Linked DNA regions of Mus musculus: all the other regions are linked to region 1. Evidence: chromatin contacts called from public promoter capture Hi-C data. All regions are on one chromosome and are shown on one strand. Each heading gives the region's core, a stretch centred on a gene start, on an enhancer-like site or on the middle of the called end of the contact. The rest is flanking DNA. Distances are from core to core; before and after follow the strand shown.

Evidence for each region. Promoter capture Hi-C pulls out the DNA fragments that hold promoters and counts their contacts.
Region 2: a contact with region 1 is called in a promoter capture Hi-C map of pre-B cells, with 4 times the contacts expected there. The contact joins the promoter of Epor here to the promoter of Shfl in region 1. A contact is called at or near these places in 3 of 39 promoter capture datasets (liver and pre-B cells) and 1 of 9 other capture datasets (liver).
Region 3: a promoter capture Hi-C map of liver shows a contact between it and region 1, with 6 times the contacts expected there. The contact joins the promoter of Ccdc159 here to the promoter of Shfl in region 1. A contact is called at or near these places in 4 of 39 promoter capture datasets (erythroid cells, liver and pre-B cells), 1 of 115 datasets of contacts at active chromatin or transcription factors (astrocytes) and 1 of 9 other capture datasets (liver).
Region 4: a contact with region 1 is called in a promoter capture Hi-C map of liver, with 4 times the contacts expected there. The contact joins the promoter of Rgl3 here to the promoter of Shfl in region 1. A contact is called at or near these places in 3 of 39 promoter capture datasets (liver and pre-B cells).

The regions. Positions count from the first base shown.
Region 1 is chr9:20,867,262-20,870,114 of GRCm38.p6, forward strand. Shfl (shiftless antiviral inhibitor of ribosomal frameshifting) reads left to right here and starts at 1,381. Exons shown (of 8, transcript NM_175687.2): 1 at 1,381-1,675; 2 at 2,069-2,192; 3 at 2,343-2,392. The coding sequence starts at 1,655.
Region 2 is chr9:21,962,322-21,965,157 of GRCm38.p6, forward strand. Epor (erythropoietin receptor) reads right to left here and starts at 1,255. Exons shown (of 8, transcript NM_010149.3): 1 at 996-1,255; 2 at 1-15. The coding sequence starts at 1,110.
Region 3 is chr9:21,926,069-21,928,947 of GRCm38.p6, forward strand. Ccdc159 (coiled-coil domain containing 159) reads left to right here and starts at 1,403. Exons shown (of 13, transcript NM_025977.3): 1 at 1,403-1,660. The coding sequence starts at 1,650. It overlaps Tmem205 (transmembrane protein 205), which reads right to left and starts at 1,467. Exons shown (of 4, transcript NM_178577.5): 1 at 1,224-1,467; 2 at 181-289; 3 at 1-86. The coding sequence starts at 280.
Region 4 is chr9:21,988,079-21,990,778 of GRCm38.p6, forward strand. It overlaps Rgl3 (ral guanine nucleotide dissociation stimulator-like 3), which reads right to left and starts at 1,375. Exons shown (of 19, transcript NM_023622.4): 1 at 1,287-1,375; 2 at 771-881; 3 at 1-197. The coding sequence starts at 1,319. It overlaps Ccdc151 (coiled-coil domain containing 151), which reads right to left. Exons shown (of 13, transcript NM_029939.3): 12 at 2,319-2,403; 13 at 1,793-2,166. The coding sequence ends at 2,048. Gm36414 (a long non-coding RNA gene) reads left to right here and starts at 1,418. Exons shown (of 2, transcript XR_379185.4): 1 at 1,418-1,561; 2 at 2,508-2,630.

The DNA of each region.
Region 1 (2,853 bases), core at 131-2,630:
GCATTTTCTTTATCCATTCACCTATTAATGGACATCGCGTGAACAATACAGCAATGCACACAGGCGCAAGTATCCGGCACTCATTAACAAGCTGGTTTCCTTTCCTACAGGCATTTTCCCCAATAGTTGACAGATCTTATGCTCATTGTATTCTGTGAGGAACTTCTATCCCACTTTCCATAACAGCTATAGTATTTCAATATAACTTATTGATGACTATCCATTTGGAGGTGTTCCTTTCAGGCTTGCGTAGAGACCAGGGCCCGATGCTCACATGATTCTCGGCTTTAGATTTACAATGTGGATTCCTTGGAGCCAGAAGTCTACAAGGGTGTAAGGGGCCAGGAGTTGGCTTTTCTTCACATTTTTACTCTGCTTCCAACCAGCATGACACTTCAAAGGTCACCTGGTGACTGATGCAATATCTATGTCCCACATTGTGCTAAGTGACATTAATCCCCCTGGAAAACCAAACACGGTGGCTCACAGCTGTAATCTCAGTGCTACAGAGCGAAGGCTGGAGGACCACCATACCATACGTTTAAGGACAGCCACGGCTATACAATGAGACCCCCAGCATTCAGAAGGTGGAAGCAGGAGGATGGTGAGTTCAAAGTCATCCTCAGCTACATAGAAAGTTCCAGAGTAACCTGGACCATAAGGGCCACCATTGAAACTATGGGGCCTGGGAAAGAGGCTGAAGGGGAGGGTAGATCAGTTTCCATTTCCCCCTCTCTGGCTTTGGTCTCCGGTTCACTGTTAAACCACCTTATCTGCACCTGTGGCATCCACCTTTGGTGGTGGTGGGAGCCAGATCACCCAGCAAAGATTTCTGTGCTCCTGGATCATAGTGAGACCCAAGCTCTGTACCGAAAGGGGCAAGGCAGAGGTTCACTGGGAAGAAGGTATTTAAACGGGGTGAAAAAGCCCAGGCCTCTTAGATTCTGGGGCCCATTCTCTGGAGAAGTCTGTAAAACTTGCTAAAAAAAAAATAATAAAAAAAATAAAAAATCTTTCATTTCATTTTGTCCTAGGATGTTCCCCTCCCCCCCCCCCTTTTTCTTTTTTTCTTTTTTGAAACTGGGTCACACATAGTCTAGGACATCCTTGAACTCCTGATCTTTTTGCATCCACCTTCCAACTGCTGGAGTGACAGGTGTGTGTCACCATGCCTATCTTGCATGCCCATTTTACAGAGGAGGAAACTGAGGCTGAGAGTGTGGGAATTAGAGAGAGAAGCCGTGGGAGTTAGAACTGCTGAGCATAGCAAAACGCCACGGTGGTCCGAAGACGCTTCGGGTTCTGCATAGGAGGAGCAGCGAGGGAGCACCGAACTGTGGTGCGGCTCCGCCCCCAAGGGGGACGTGAAGACGCGGACCCCGCGCAGCGTGGGGACATGTGACCGACTGCAGAGGCCGCGCTGCTGCGCAGGACGCGGTGAGGCGCGCTCGGAGGCCCGGGAGCACCACCCGGGAGCACTACAGGGCGCGTGAGCAGACGCGTGGCCGCAAGGCCTGCGCGGGGTCTCCTCAGGGTCCCCAGCTTTACGTAGAAACGAAACTGAAAGAGGGGCCCGAGGGAGGCGGAGCTGCGGCGACGCCACCCAGGCTTGCGAGGCCCGGACCCAGGCGCAGCCAGGTGTGCTCCGGCCACCATGGCTCAGGATGGCGTGGAGGTAGGACAGCCGCGCCACCGGCGGCGCGGAAAGGGCTCCCGGGAACACCCCTGCCCCCTGGGCTGTTTCCCTCCTCTATCCCTGGGCACAGTGGGGCTGTAGGGTCAGAGGTCAGAAGGAAAGGGGGTAACCTGGCCTGCATCCCGCCACACACACACACACACACACACACACCGCCAGACCCCAAATTCGCACCGGGGAGGCTGGGACGCGCCGCAGTCTCCACCATCCCCCAATGCCTGGAGAACTTCGGATTTTTCCAGGAAATGGCTTAAAGGGGGGGGGGGATGGGGATGCGGAGGCCAGAAGCCAGGGTCAAGTTCAGGAGAATGAAGGTGCGGGGGCTGCTCCCCGTCGCCGGCGACATCAGAGCTTATCCCCCCTCTATCCTAGTTGGAGAAGAGCGTCAGGCGCCTCCGGGAGAAGTTTCATGGGAAAGTGTCCCCCAAGAAGGCAGGGGCTCTTATGAGGAAGTTTGGCAGCGACCACACCGGAGTTGGGCGCTCTATCGTGTATGGTGAGTCAGCCCTGGTGGGGGGGACACTGAGTGGGTGTGGTTTCAGAATTGCTGTAGCGCTTTAGCGACCCTGGCTCCGTTTAACCGGAGGCTCTCCACCGCCTGGAACTCCTACACCCTTCAAGAGCCCCTCCCATGTTCTCCCACTAGGTGTCAAGCAGAAAGACGGACAGGAGCTGAGCAACGACCTGGACGCTCAGGTAACCTCCCCCTGTCCCCAAAGGAAGGGGGATTCCCATTCTCTTGTCAGAAGGAACAATCAGTGAGTGCTCCCCTTACCATCTAGGGTCCTTTCCTTTCTCAAGCAGCCTTCAAACAGTAGGTGCTCATTACATGCTGATTACCTCAAATGGAAGAGACAGGACAGTAGGATAAGGAGACTGAATGTCGAAGAAAACTCAAGGCAACCCTTTCTTGCATAAGAAGAAAGTCTGAGCTGGGCAGATCCTGGGAAGAAAGACGCCTGGACAGGAGGGATGAAGGAATCAAGGCAATATGGTTGTTTTGCTCCTCGGCTTCTGTTTGCTTGAAAGACATAGCAGAGTTTTTGTTTTGTGTAAGACAGAGTCTTTACATAGCTCAGCCCTGGACTTCCCTGAAATTCACTAGATAGGCCAGGCTGGCTTTGAACTCACAGAGATCCACTTGCCTCTGCTTACCA
Region 2 (2,836 bases), core at 5-2,504, 1.1 Mb after region 1:
ATGCCAGCAGGGCCGCTAGAAAAGGGGATAGCCATGGCGGGGGGAGGGGGAGATCAGGGAAGCCCAGGTCTGCCTTCCACGGTGCCCTTACCCTCCCTCTTGTCGCCTGTGCAGATCCGATAATTTTAGTGCCCCGCCCTCTTCTCCAAAAGGGCCTTCGAGGGGTCTTGCAAAAGTGGCGCCTCAGAACTCCCAAGAGTAGCGACCCCGCCTGCCTTGTTCTACTCCTCCGTGCGCACGCCCACTCACCCTGCAAGTTGAGCGCTGTTCGCCCCGCCCTAGCGGGTGTGTGTGAGCGCAGAGAACTCGGCCTCCTATCGGTTCCCGCAGGCACCCGGCTGTCCCCCGATAGCGCCAACCGTGTCCCCCGCCCCCTTCCTCCTCCTAGCAAGCCGTCCAAAGGACCTAGCACCATCCGCCCGCCAAACTGAGTTTACAGTCTGCAGCGGGTCTGTTTCACAGTCTCTGGGAGCTCGATCCCCTCCCCCAGGAGAGCGGACCTAGCACTACCTTACCCTTGCCATTTCTACCATATCCCAGACTCCCTCAAAACACGAAACAGAGCCGAATGTGTTGGCTCTTGCAGGTCATCCCAGCAACTGGAGGTGGAGGCAGGAGAATCAGGAATTCAAGCTCAACCTCAATTACATAATGAGTCTGAGGGCAGCTTTGGCTACACAGACGCCGCCTCAAAACCAGAAACAGTACAGGCGAGTGACACATGCCTTTCATCCTAGCAATTCCAGGACATCCTGGAATGTCTAGCGAGATCCTGCTTCAAACAAACAAACAAACAAACAAACAAACAAACAAACCAACCAATCTTAAGCCTCTGCCCTGAGCATCACTCCAGGGCGAGGAGACTCTGAGATGCCTCATCGAGTTCAGACACCAGTTTGGCCCCTAGGACCCCATCTGGAGGTTCAGGGGACATTTAGCCCCTGGGACTCGGGCTGGGAATTCAGACCACAGCATTGCCCATGTACAGTTCTTACCTTTGCTCTCAAACTTGGGGTCCGGGAGGCTGGGTGAAGGTGCCCAGGCTGCCCCAGCAAGTAGGAGACAGAGGGGGCCTACCCGAGGCCAGAGGGGCACCCTGAGTTTGTCCATGATGCAGCCCTAGCTTCAGGAAGCTCAGGGCTCCAGCGCCCCTGTTTCGTCCCCCCCACCTCTCCTTCCCTTTCCTCTTTCCCCTTTCCCCTAGTCCACAGCTGGGTCAGCAGCAGCTGCCGGACACAGCTGACCAGGAGCTTCTAAGTGGCAGCTCCTTCCAGGGGGCGGGGCCAGCTTGCAGGCTGGGGACAGATAAGCTACAGCCACCAAGGGAACAGGGGCCTTCTTGGGCACAGCCACTGCCTAAACCAGTGTAGGGGGTGGGGCAGACAGCAGAGTTTTGTTTCGGGTGGCTTTGCTAATGTGGTCACGGACAAGTGACTTATGTTGTTTCACCGTCTAGGTCTAGTCCGGGCATCTGTGAATCCAGCCTGCTGTGCAGCCGGCAGGCCACAGATGGAAGAGAGGCTCTCGCTCCAGCCAGTATCTCTTCCCCAGCTCAGTTCAAAATAAGAATCCTAAAGACAACTAGCAACTGGGTGTGTGAGTGGAATCAGGCTGTGTAGCGTGACAGACACGTGCTATGGTGTTTTCTGTTTATGAATTACACGGATTTGGGAATATGAAATATTTACTATTTTTAAAATTACATTTGTGTGTGTGTGCATGTGTGTGCATGCACAAATGCAGCAGGATGCTTGTGGACAGCACAGAACAACTTGGGGAGTCAGCTCTCTCCTGCCTTGTGCTCCTGGTATTAAGCTGAGGTCTTCAGTATTGGCAGAAAAATCTTTGACCAGCTGAGCCAGCTCACCTGAGCCATCCGTCTCACCAGCCCTGATTGTTTTGGAGACAGTGTATCCCAAGCTGACATCAAGCTCCCTGAATAACTAAGGATGATGTTAGACTCCTGGTCCTCCTGCTTTCACTTCCTGGGTGTTGGGATGACAGGCATGCACCACCTATGTGGTGCTGGGACTGGAACCCAGAGCTTCACCTTACTGAGCAAGGGCTCTGCCAACTCTACAGCTCCAGTATTGCTTGCTTTCTTCCATGCAGGATGTCACTAAATAGCCCAGGCCGTCTTGGAACTGTGGCAATCCTCCTGACCCAAGCTTCTGAGTGCTCAGATCACAGACCTGTGCTTTCTTTCTTTTCTTTTTTTTTTTAAGACTTATTTATTTATTATATGTAAGTACACTGTAGCTGTCTTCAGACGCACCAGAAGAGGGCATCAGATCTCTGTTACAGGTGGTTGTAAGCTACCATGTGGTTGCTGGGATTTGAACTTCGGACCTTTGGAAGAGCAGTCGGGTGCTCTTACCCCTGAGCCATCTCACCAGCCCCAGACCTGTGCTTTCTATACTTAAAAATAAAAAAAACAAAGTTGAATGGCGGGTAGTGGTACAGCACTTGCCTAGCAGGTGGAAAACCCTGGGTTTATCCCCAGAACCCCCCAAATACAGAGATAGGTGGATGCATACATATACATACATAAGTACATAGTACGTACATACATACATACATGGGTAGATGCATGGATACATACATACATGAACAGACACATATATGGATATACACATATACACAGATACAAGTATGTATATGTTCACATATGCATACATGCATTGACACACCCATGGACAGATAGGTAGGCAGATAGATGAATACATACATACATTCATATATACATACATTTATGATACAGTGGTTTAAATGAGAATGGCTTTTATAGGCTCATATATTTGAATGTTTGGATCCCAGTTGGTGGACTGGGCTGGAG
Region 3 (2,879 bases), core at 153-2,652, 1.1 Mb after region 1:
CAAGGAGACGTGAAAATAGACTGGGAAGACCTTGCTCTGCACCAGTCCAAATGTGTGCCGCGGGAGGCTCCGAAAAAGCAGGAAGCCTGGGAGGTGGAGGGCCACAAACACCGTTAGGTTGCTTCCGGGTCCCCCTCCTACTCAGTCCTCACTCTAAATAACAGGTTGGAGGGTCCCTACCTGAGATAAAGGTCACCCACACCTGCATGCCCCAGGCACCAGACAAGACCAGCAAGTGGATGACTTTAATCAGACTTCCCGGGTCCTCTCCTTTTTCCATTCTGCAGCCCTGGGAAGGAAACAGTGGTGACTCAGCTTAACCTTCGACCCCCGAGCTTTGAGGCCTTGGCAGAGAGTGCATAGGGCCAGCCTCACACTGGTGCAAAGATGAGAGAAAACAGCCTGGAAATGGCAGTTGGAAGACCCAAAGTAGACCCTAGACAATCTCAAGCCCAACCAGTCGATCTGGGCTCAGGCTTGGGGCTGGAATCGTGGCTTTGCGGTCAGGGACTTTGTTGGTGCTGGCCTTACATGCTATCCTCCATACTTGCAAAATAATAGTAATAATAATAAGTAAATAATATCACCCAACATGAAGGCTTGTACCTGTAAATCCCCAACACTTGGAAGACGGAGACAGGGGAGTTGCCACTTTTCTAGCTCAAAGTTAGAAAAAGATTCCTCAATTCCAAAAAGCCTTTAAAGACGTAGAAACTGGCCTGGTGATTCACAGTTGTAACCCCAACATATCAGAGGGTGATGCAGGAAAATCACTGAGTTTGAGGACTGCCTGACATACTGTGAGACTCTCTCAAAATAAGGAAGCAAGCAAACATCTCAGGTCCAGCTGAGCAAATGGCTCAGCGGGCAGAGCGTTTGCCTCACGTGCAGGAAGCCTCGCGTTCCGTCTCCAGTTCTGCATAAAACAGGTTCTGGTTCTAGTCTGTCATTCCAGCACAAAAGTAGAAACAGGAGGGGCAGGAGTTGGAAGCCAACCAGAGATACATGAGACCTTGTCTCAAAACCAAAATTCTAGAACAAAAGACTCTCTCTAAACCACAATGTCCACTGCACCCCAAAAGCTTGAATCCCAGCAGCTCAAGTTCACATACTTAGGTTTTCAGGGATTACCCTAGCTCTGCAGACATCTAAGAGCCCTCATCCGGAACCCGAGATATTCTAAGAACATCCCAAAACACCCCCGGAGCCCCATCTGACCCCACCGTTGGAGCACACGAGCTCAGGCGTAGGGACCAAGAACCGTGGCAGCTCCAGTGCAGCTCCGGCTTGCCTGAGATTTCCCAGGTTTTCTTCCGCCCCGCAGGCCTCGCCCCACCTCCCAGCCAGAGCCAATGAGATCACAGCTCTCACTCCTCTGGACTCTCCCACTTAGGGATTGCCCAGTTGGCTTGCGGGAATCAACTGGCCATCTCGCCTCTCCGGACTTCATCCAGTCTCACCGAAGATGCGCAGGCGCCAATGAGCTCCGCGCCTGAGCGGAGTGAACGGGCGTGGCTTATGGGAGGACCACGCCCTTCTCTGTGACTCCACCTTTGGCCTCCCCTCGTTTTCCAACGATGGTGTCCTCAGGGGATCAAAACTTCAGCGTCACAGCTGGGGACTGGCTTCGTGGTCCCTGATGGGAGAGCATGAACGGGTGGTATGCTGTAGTAGGTGGGAATGGAAGAGAATGGGGAGACTGGAAGGGTGTTAGATTGACAGAACAAGGGGTTAGGACTAATAGCAATGGTTAAGCTTCCAAGCTCGAAAATTTTTCTGGAGAAGGGGACAGCTGAAGATTCAATTGGGGTTGTGGGGAGGGCAGGCAAGGTTGGGGACCTTCTGGTGGTGACGCTCAGAAATGTGTCTTTCCTTTCCCGCTCTAATCTTCGAGGGTATCTGTGGTCCTCAGGTGACATTCTAGAACAAATTTCATTTACAAGCATTGGACTAAATCTGTGTAATCAGGGCAGCCCAATATAGTATATATAATTTTTTCCCCTCCCAGATAGATTCTCACTGTGTAGCCATGGCTGGCCTGGAACTAGCTTTGTAGACTAGGCTGGCTTGGAACTCAGGGACCCCCTGAGTTCTGGGATTAAAAGGGCTGAACTACCACATCCTGTCCTTTATGTGTTTTGTTTGTTTCAGATTTAAAAAAATTTTTATGTGTATTAACGATTTGCTTGTATATATGTCTGGGCACTGCTTTCGAATCTAGTGCCTGTAGAGGTCAGAAGAGGGCATCAAATCCTCTGGGACTGGAGACACAGACGGTTGTGAGTCACCCTATGGGTGCTGGGAATTGAACCTGGGTACTCAGGAAAAGCAGCTAAACCAACTCTCAAGCCATTTTTTTTTTTAAGGTTTTTGTGACAGGGTCTCTTGCCCTGACTTGACTGAGACTCACTAAGTGGACCAGGCTGGCCTCGAACTCAGAGAGATTTGCCTGCCTTTGCCTCCTGAGTGCTGGGATTAAAGGCATGTGACTACTTTCTGTCCCCTTTTTAAATATAAAGCCTTGTTATCCTTGTTGTGCATGAGACATGTCTTACGAGTGCGTGTGTCATGGCACGCACGGCAGAGGACAACTTTACGCAGTTGGTTTTCTCTTCCCACCTTTAAGCTGGTCACTGGGCATCCGTTTGGGTTTACCTCTCCTCTGACTTTCACTTCTGCCAATACTGAGGAGATTCTGGCTGGAACATCTCTGAGGAGTCTCTTTGGGGAAACACTAAAGAGATCAGGTGTCTGGGGCTGGTTCTTAGTTGGCAAAGCACCTGCCTAGCGTGCAGCTGGGTTCCACCCCAGCACTGTGTAAACGGGATGCAGTGACACACGCCTGTCGTCCTAGCCACCGGGGAGGTAGAAGATGGAGA
Region 4 (2,700 bases), core at 125-2,624, 1.1 Mb after region 1:
GGTAGCAGAAAACCCAAAACGCGGGCTGTGGGTACAAAGGCCCGGTGGGTGGCCAGGAAGGCAGGCACGAAGCCAGGATCCTGCTCGCGGTCTCCGGACACCAACTCATGCACCAGCCGCTCCAGTCGGGCGGCCCTCAGCGCCCGCACCTTGCTGGTTCGGTAATGAAGGAAGGTGTCGGTAGCCGGGATGGGGGTCTGCGGGGGAGTGGGGCAGTGAATGAAATAAGGTGAGGAGCGTTCCAAGCACCTTGTTTCCAATTATACCCATCTCTGGCACTTTTTTTGGGGGGGTGTGACTGTGTCCTTTTCTGAAACTCCGAGACTCCCTAAATATACACCAATCATGCAATGCTCACATCAACCCCGCAGGACACCCCACTACTCTAGCACTTCCCTCTGTGCCCTCCTCACCCCGCCACCCCAGGCTTCAGGCAGTTTTGCAGCCAAGCTTCACTGGCCAAGCCTGAGTCCCACCCATCACCACCTGGCCGCTCCTCCGTTCTGCTTTCCTGCACCCTGCCGGTCAGTTTCGCCTTTGGGGGGAGCGCTATCACCTGGCCCCACCCCGTTTCCTGGATTCAAACCAAGTCACCTGGCCGCCCCCAGGCCCTTTCCACACACCTGGTCGCCTCTTAGCTCCGCCCTTCCTCCTGGCCCCGTAGTTCTAGGGAGGCTCACCCTCAGCTCTCCAGCTTCCCCCTCTCCTCCCAACTCCCAGGCCCCTGAGCTGAGTCCGCCCTCACTTGCTCGCCTCAGTCCCTTCCTCACCTGGCCTTCTCCAGACCTCTCTGGGGTCGAGCGCTGGCTGCGCTGCCGCCGCAGGGAGACGCTGTACACGGCGCCATCCTCGGTCTCCTCGCCCCAGTCCTGCAGCGGCGCCTGGATGTGGAGGCGGGCTCAGGGAAGTCCCTCCGGCTTCAGCCCCCTGCCTTTATGTTTGGCCCACTTTCCCGAACAGAGTATTCAAGACTCGGGGTGGGATCCCAGGTCTTCGCCACGGATACCCTTCTCCCAGGTCTTGAGTGGATGGAGTATCATTTGGGGATATCCCAGAGTCCAATGTCACAAAGAATCTGTCACCTCCTCCTGAGATTCCTCAGACCCCCGTCCCCATCCCCCAAACTAGCCGCTTCACGGGGTCAGGAACTCTGAATCCCCAAATGGGGACTCCAAGGCACATCCATTTTGCAGAAAGATTAGAAAACGAGGGGCGGTCGCCTGGAGTTTCTGAATCTGGGGGTACACTAGGGACGTGGGGTCCGAGGATCCCCAGCTTCCTCTTACCAGGGCCAGCTCTTTGCCCGCTGTCCTCTCCATGGCCCCGGTGCCCGTCCTGCTCCCTGGCGCCGCTGAGTGAAGCGGAAGGGCCAGCGGGCAGTGGGGCGGGGCAGCCGAGCGTCCAGTCGTGGGGCGGGGCTGGGCAAGGCGGTCCCACAATTCCAGAGGTCCCCAGCCGGACCCCATCCCCGCACCCAGGCTAGCCTAGAAGTCCCGTTCCTTCCCAGAAGTGCGGGTCAATCTGTCACTCAGACATATGGGTGCAGGGGACACGACAACAGGTCTGTGTCCCTGGGAGGGAAGTGCTTTATACTAGGTTGGGGTTGATCAATCCCAGGTGTCGAGGGTGTCTCCTATGTCTGGAGGAGAAGGAGGGCACACTGAATCTGTACCATAGGTGATGGAAGCCATGCCATCTCAGGCTAGAAGCCGCGAAGTGTCTGTGGCCCTGCATTTTGTGGGGGCAGCCTTTTGGGGGCGGTGCAGGGTCAAAAAGAGGTGAATACCCAGGGGGTTGTTCAGTGACCTTTATTGCGCGATTCCGAGGCGGGCACCAACCCGCCTCGAGAGATTTACTGTGGGAACTTCTGGCTCGGCCTTTTCTCTCCTCCGGGCGCTGCTGGCCTGCGGTGCTCCCTGCTTGAGCTTCCTCCAAGCCCTTGAAGGAGCCTCCGGGGCTCCCAGACACACACCACCCGTAGGTGGACCCAGAGGGTCGGAGGGCTCCCTAGAGTCCCGGAGGCATCCGATAGGACTTGACTGCGAGTCTAAGATCTGCGCAACCTATTGCGCTTCTTGCTGCGGGCTTCGATTAACTTCTGGGAACGGAGCTTGAAGGCAGCGCGGGTCACCACATCACGGTCATCATCCTCACTCTCCTCTTCATCTACAGAGAGAGGCAGGGGTGGGTGATGGGGAGGGTGAGGGACCGTTTCTTTTTCCCTTCCCAGCCTTCGCCACACCATGCACCTCCTCCTTGGCCTTGACTTAAGGCCACCTCGCGCCCCTCCCATTCATCCCCCTTTGGCCCACACTGACCAAAGAACTTGTCCTTGACACTGGCGACGGGCAGAAGGATGCGGGTGTTGTATAGGGGCAGCTTTCCTTCTAGCGTGGCCAGGAACTGCGGGGGGGGGGGGTAGGGGGAGGCCGGAGAGAGATGTGGGATGGCAGTGAGGCTCTGTTCCACCTCCGTGCACCTTACATTGAGTTTCTACCGGATTCTAGGTGGAGATCACTGCCCACCCTTCGCTGCCTGGTTTCGGAGGCCCTGCCACCTGAGATCCACCCAGTCCAGGCTTCGCTACTCTGGTTATGAAGCTCACGCCCATTCAGCACCTGTTTCCTATGTCAGTCTGCTCTCTGATTTTCGACCCTCCCTCCCCCACCCCCACCCCCACCCCCTGCCTTGGTCCCCACT